2 separate regions of the Danio rerio genome follow, and region 2 is linked to region 1. Evidence: chromatin contacts called from public Micro-C data. All regions are on one chromosome and are shown on one strand. Each heading gives the region's core, a stretch centred on a gene start, on an enhancer-like site or on the middle of the called end of the contact. The rest is flanking DNA. Distances are from core to core; before and after follow the strand shown. Region 1 holds the start of dclk2a (doublecortin-like kinase 2a). Region 2 holds the start of fam193a (family with sequence similarity 193 member A).

Region 1 (3,340 bases), core at 824-3,323:
TCTCCCAATGGGATAAAAAAAAAAATTCAACACAATTCACACATTCATTCTCTTTTTGGCTAAGTCCCTTTATTAATCTAGGGTTGCCACTGCAGAATGAACCACCAACTTATCCAGCATATGTTATACGCAGCGGATGCCCTTCCAGCTGTAACTCATCAATGAGAAACATATATACACAACTTTGGACAATTTAGCTTACCCAATACACCTAAAGGGCATGTCTTTGGACTTATAGGAGAAACTGGAGCACCATCCAACAAAATCTCATGATATTTCGTAACTTTTTGATATGGTGATTGATTTGTATGAATGGTACAATCTCATTCGTACAATTTGGTATGAATTTCTTATCCCCCAATGATGGTTAGGTTTAGGGGCGTGGTAGTGTGCCAGGCCTCCTTTTTAAAATTGTACATTTTTGTATGATGAATTCGTATGAATTAGCCACTACACTGACAAATCTTAAACGTTTTCTCATGGGATCAGGCAAAATGAGCTTGTATATCAACAAATAATCATGCACATATTAAGATTTACATAAATATGTAAATATGTGATGCCCTCTTCTCCATAACAAACCAAAGCAAGCGACAATAAGAAGAAAACAGCAGTTAAAAAAGCATCTGATCTTAATGATATGGATATGTTTGCACAAGCACTGCAATTCACTGGTATCATGTTGACAGAAAGCATAGCATTACTCAATATAAAAAAATTATCATGAATATACAAGACACTTTTCTTTGCAGCTTGAATATTAAAGGAATTTATTTCATGTTTTATAGAATGGAAGAGATGTGCATGGAAGTAGACATTATTGTCACATTCCTTTAAATTTACCAGCAAAATTGTCACTGAGTTCCTTTAGCTTTACATGTAAAAAAAAAAAAATATATATAAATATATATATATAAATATATATATATATATATATATATATATATATATATATATATATATATATATATATATATATATATATATATATATATATATATATATGTGTGTGTGTGTGTGTGTGTTAGGTTTTGGAATAAATTTAAATTTATTTAAAATATGATTGAACGCTGTCTTTGCATAAAAAAATAGTTCACCAAAAATTACAACCCTGTCTTTGTTCACTTGGTTTCATGTTTTTTATTTAATTTATTTATTTGTTTATTGTGTGGTTTTTGACTTTCTTGTGCATTAAAACAACTAGTGTTCAGTGAAAGAAATGCTCCTCAGTTAAGCCTGTGACCTTAAATGACTTCAAGTTATCTTGTTTGTTTGTTTTATATAATGTTTGATTATATAATTATATAATGTGTTTTTAAATTGGTTGTATGTTATTTTATTAACATTCCAACTATCACAACTTGCACTCTGAACTGAAAATATAGTGTGTGTCTTTAAGGGTTAACTACGCTGATATTAGTTGACTGTAACTATAAGTATGATAATGCCAACAGAGCTTGATTGGATGGCCCATGGGGAAAACAATCAAAAGTGTCTGCCTTCCACTTTAATCAACCTCACCTTCTACCAAGTCATCCAGACTGGTGATCTTCTTTCCTCCATCTGCAGTGTAGATGCTCCGGACTCCCTGCGGTAAATTGACATTGTCCGAGAGGGAGCGCGTGAGCTCCATCAGCAGCGCGTCGAAAGACCTGAAGCGGTCACCGGACACGGCGTACACAAGCCCCTTGAAATACTTGTCGCCATTCCGATAAAAGCGAACTTTTTTCGCTTTCTTCTCCGAGGTGAGCGACTGCAGTGTGCGCGTGCGGTAAAAGCTACAGTGCGCGCTGTGAGCGGGACTCGGCACGATCCCGTTTCCCCGAGAGCCGGAATGGGAGCCGCCGCTGCCCCGCGGGGACCGGTGACCCTTCTCGCGCTCCTCGAAGTGCTCCCACTCGATGTTTCTGCTGGACATGTTTATTTCCTTAAGTGATAGCGCTGGTTCTTTAATAAATTCGCTTGTTTTTGTGCTATTTCAGCAGCTGTCGGTCGTGTCTTTCTTCCGTTTTTGCACTTTCAACTAACAGCATGCATTTTTTAATTTAACGACATCAGTGAAACGCAAGACTGAAAGCAGTTCTCTTCAACTTTTTACAGAGGAAATACTTCTTAAAATATGCATATGATGACAAATTAATGCACCAGTAGTCCAAAAATCCAGGAAATGAATAATTCAAGGGCTGTCGCTACTGCTGGGGTGAGTCCCGGTCATGATGAGATGAGACCCGCGTATGAGCGCATGCTAGACACGCGTGACCGTCCGCTGCTCTCTGCATCCTCAACTGGAGCTCAATCAGGCCAACACTCAGCACACACACCTACATCAATACCGCTGTTGAGAGGACAAGAGCTGCTCCTCCTCTGGGTCCTAAAATCACCAATCTATTATTCGTATAAACGCAGTTGTTCCCAATCATGGGGCCAGGACTACTTGGGGGCATGAGTTTTCTATGGGCCAAAATAACTTGAAACAAATAAATAAAAAATCTTTAAAAATTCATTCATAAAATATTTTGAAATAAGTTCCAATAATGGAATGATTACAATACAAAAAGAAAATTAGAAAGCTACGACATGTACAACAAACCACAGTGGTTCCCAAAAACATTGCCCACATGAATAGAATATGCGTAATATAAAATGAAAACATTATTAACATTATAATAAATATTTGTTTTATTTTATAAAAAATGTTGTCAATTAGAGCTTTTCTCTTAAAGAATATAAAAAGCCAGTATAGCTGGTTCTGGTAGTATGAAAGATGTTTATTCTGCTCACTATGGCAGCATACAGTATGATAAAAAAAATAAAAATAATATAGCATTAATGTAAAAGTAATGCTTTATTTAAAAAAAAAAGTTTTCTGAGAATTTTTTAAGTAATTTGCGCAAAATTTAAAACCAAACATTACAAATATAGTCAAAAAGTTATATATATATATATATATATATATATATATATATATATATATATATATATATATATATATATACATACATACATATATATATACATACATACATATATATATATATATATATATATATATATATATATATATATATATATATAATTATTATTATTATTATTATATTCATTCATTAATTTTTCTTTTCGGCTTAGTCCCTTTAATAAAATAGGGTCGCCGCAGCGGAATGAACCGCCAACTTATCCAGAACATATTTTACGCAGCGGATGCCCTTCCAGCAGCAACCCATCTCTGGGAAACATCCATACACACTCATTCACACTCATACACTATAGACAATTTAGCCAACCCAATTCACCTGTACCACTTGTCTTTGGACTGTAGGGGAAACCAGAGCACCCGGAGGAA
Region 2 (3,660 bases), core at 881-3,380, 98 kb before region 1:
TACTACTCAAATATGAGTAAAAAGTAAATCTTTCAAAAGTACTCAAGAGTAGTGAGTAGCGAGTATTACGCTGTAGAATGCTGATGCATTTACATCTATTTTGTGGATTTGTGTAAACGTAACATTCTGTAGTGCATTTAGTTATTGCCCACCAGGCACACAATGCCATAAGATGCTAATATTTGGATAGATTTAGGTCATGACTTCAGGTGACAAAAATTCAGTGTCTAGCCAGCGTCTAATTGCACGTTCACACCGAAGGCAGTGAGAGCATCAAAGGTCGCTCTGGCCGCCCTGGCGACAACACTGTCTGCTATAGTTTATTATTACTATAGCTCATTACCATAAAATTTGCTTTATTTCAACTCTCCCCGACGCCCACATTGGCGAAGACGCACGACACTGCTCCTCAATGCCAGCTCCCATTGAAAATTAATGACTTTCAGCTACTTTGACGTTCCTGCTACTTTCGGTGTGAACGTATAGTAAGTACAATGTTATTTTGATGTCCAATAACAACGTCAAATTATGATGGTTTTTGGTTGATTTTAAATTGTGTTAGAAAGTGACCAAAGTCCAACGTTAAGCCAACATCTTAAACCAACATCCTATTGATTTGAAATACTGACATTTATTTGTCAGGTATGGCAACCAAAATGCAACATCGGATGAATGTCAGTGGTAACGTCCACACAAGTTTTAACATCATTAGACATTGATATTTGTTTGATTTTAAATTGGACGTTTTTTAATCGCCATAGACAAAAAAAATTTGTTAGTGACTGCAGTTTGAAGGAAAGTAATGGAATAAAAGTACCGATACAGCACTAAAGATGTACTCAAAGGAAATTAAAAGTACACGTTTTTAATACTACTAAGTAAATTATAATTCTTAAGAAAAACTACTTAATTACAGTAATTTGAGTATTCTTAATTTGTTCCTTTACACTACTGTATATTACTGAATATCATCAGCACATGTCTATATAAAGTAAGAGCTAACTCAGCTAAGTGACATTACATAATATCACATTTATTTCCAAAGGACAAACTTTGCACAAGCCTCAACTAAAAACCACTGACAGGCGTATAAAAGGGTTTGTTGACATTTACGCTGATTATTTTGAAGCACTTCCGGTTTGTTCATACCTGACACCACTACTGGAGTTCAGAAGGGCAGTTGTTGCATTAATAAATGACAGAATAAATAAGTAAATACATAAATGTTTTAGAATACATAATAAGTCTGACATTTCCTTTTAGAAAAACAAATGAATGAGCACTTGCAATGAGAACCATTTGATCGTAAATGGCAAAACACATGGTGGGATTTAGCATTAGGTCTTTTTACCTGTTATCTACAGTGGAAAGCAGTTCATGAACAGTGACACTTTCGGTTAAAAGGCTATATTTATTGCTACTTTTTTTCCATTAAGTAAGGATGATAACATCATAAACATTCAAATAACGTTACATCTGTAAACACTTCAGCTTACAGCATATAGCGCTTGTCAAGTTAGCTTCACAACACTTCTAGTGACACAAAATTTATTCAAACTTCCACATACACTGCACGAAAACCCTCTGAACATCCTTTCCGCACGTCTCTACAGTTTTCCTCCCATGTTTCTGTGATCAGACCAGGAACTGTTTAAGATTAAAGCTCCAGATCAGAGGAGCTCAGCTCGGGCTCCATGTAAACGTGAGATCAGCTCCAGTAGCTCTCCTAGGCCTGCATTAACAAGAATTGTGAACTAAACTACACTGTAGTCAAACTCTGATGCACTATTAACCGCCCCGCATGCCCAAGTCGCGGCTCACCTCTCCGTTGAGGCTGGGGATGGTGCTCGGGTCTCCGTGTGCACTGCTGCTGGAGGGTGTTGGCGGAGCTCCGGCCTTCCCTGCGCCGCCGCCCCGCTTATTCTTCCTGCGCTTCGCTCCGCGTTTGGCGTCTGTAGGACTCATTTCCAGCCCACGAAAATCCCCGACAGCGTTCCGTCAGTAAACCGCGGGGTCTCGGGTGCAATGCCAGGCTCTGGCGCTGCTGATACGGTTAAAATGTAGCTGTTTTGAGAGATATAATCTAAGAGCCTGCCGACCTGCTCACAGTATAGCAGACTTCAAATTCCAATATGGCCGACTCAACAGGAATTGGCCAATGGCGTTTACGACATGACGCAATGGGGTGCGCTTGGGGCTTGTGGGTATTCGAGTCACAAGAAAACGCAAACAAGGTTTGTTTACATGTTGTGTGTTGGTGCTCGGTGAATGTGGTTGTTAAAAAATGCAAGTCCTTAAGGAATTGTGTATGAAAATATAAATATAATTTCTGTGTAATCGAAAGAAGCTCTTTATCAATCATTTAAATTATTTTATTTCCCATCCAGCTTTTGAGTTTTACAGTTGTTGTTTTTGTTTTTCTAATTCTTATTTTATGATTTTATGGTATAGTAAATATGTATTTTATCTATTTTGCCTATTTATTTTTTGTTATTTTCCAATCGCCATAGTCGGAAATATCATTAGATGGCGCCATTTTACGTTGATATAACAGTATATGAGGCTATTCTGCAGTTATTATACAAAATAGTTGACTGCTCAATTCACTCAGGCTATTTATAAAATGAATGTGGTGTTTGTTAGAGATATTTCTGGCTTCTCTCAGCTTCCTCACCTGTGATCCATGGGTCAAATTTCCCCCATACTAAAGCCCATTAAAAATTCATGAATTTTTGATTGTGGTGCAGCAAATGCTACTGTACGTGTAGTTTCTTTTATTCTTTGTTACTAGAGTTTATAACGTAAATATGTTTTTAGAAAATAAGCGTTAAATAACATAAAGAGTAATTAATAATAATAACTAATACGAAACTAGTAATAACACATTCCACCAAATAGGTGCCTTTTCTTAATATGTATTATGCAAGAAAAAAAACTCAAACACACGTTATTGATAAGAAAAGTGTACTTTATGCTGCCCAAACAACAAATTTAATCTTTAACATTTAAAAGATTGATTAAAAACTACCTAAAACACTGAAAATGTACGTTTGATTTTTTTTTACATTTTACTGTAAAATATAATCATTAAAATCTTAGATTATTATTATTTTTTTTGCATTATGTATCTTATCTTTGCCTCAAATACATGTATTAATATATATATTATATTATTCGCAAACTGTGCGAAGCTTCTGGAATTTTAATGGACAACCATGTAGGTTCTACAGAGACGAGAGAGAGAGAGAGAGATAGAGAGAGATAGAGAGAGAGAGAGAGAGAGAGAGAGAGAGAGAGAGAAAGAAGAGAGAGAGAGAGAGCTTCAAAAGAGTGGCAATTCTATGAGCAAAGATTCCTTGTAGATGCCAGAAGTAAGATGAGAATGTCCAGATTGGTTCAAACTGATAAAAAGGCAAATGTAAAGGAGAACTCATTACAACCAAGGGCTGCTAAAGCGCAACACAGAATGCACAAAACATCTAACATTGAAGCAGATGTGCAACAACAGCAGAAGAGAAGCAACCCTGTCTGCTAAAACTGAAGCTACAATTCACACATGCAAAAGATGGTTGAGAGAAGGTTACAGGGTTTGAAGAATACTGGTTTCTTCTGCAACATTGGGAGATTAGGGTAAAAATTGGGTGTTAATACAAAAAGCAT

Evidence for each region. A called contact is a pair of places that touch in the nucleus more often than the background predicts.
Region 2: a contact with region 1 is called in a Micro-C map of caudal fin, with 8 times the contacts expected there. The contact joins the promoter of fam193a here to the promoter of dclk2a in region 1. A contact is called at or near these places in 5 of 18 Hi-C or Micro-C datasets (caudal fin, embryo, hematopoietic stem cells and 2 more) and 3 of 4 datasets of contacts at active chromatin or transcription factors (caudal fin, embryo and pancreas).

Annotation. Positions count from the first base shown.
Region 1 is chr1:40,307,657-40,310,996 of GRCz12tu, reverse strand. It overlaps dclk2a (doublecortin-like kinase 2a), which reads right to left and starts at 2,073. Exons shown (of 18, transcript NM_001145789.1): 1 at 1,522-2,073. The coding sequence starts at 1,918.
Region 2 is chr1:40,405,787-40,409,446 of GRCz12tu, reverse strand. fam193a (family with sequence similarity 193 member A) reads right to left here and starts at 2,130. Exons shown (of 23, transcript NM_001328395.1): 1 at 1,822-2,130. The coding sequence starts at 1,965.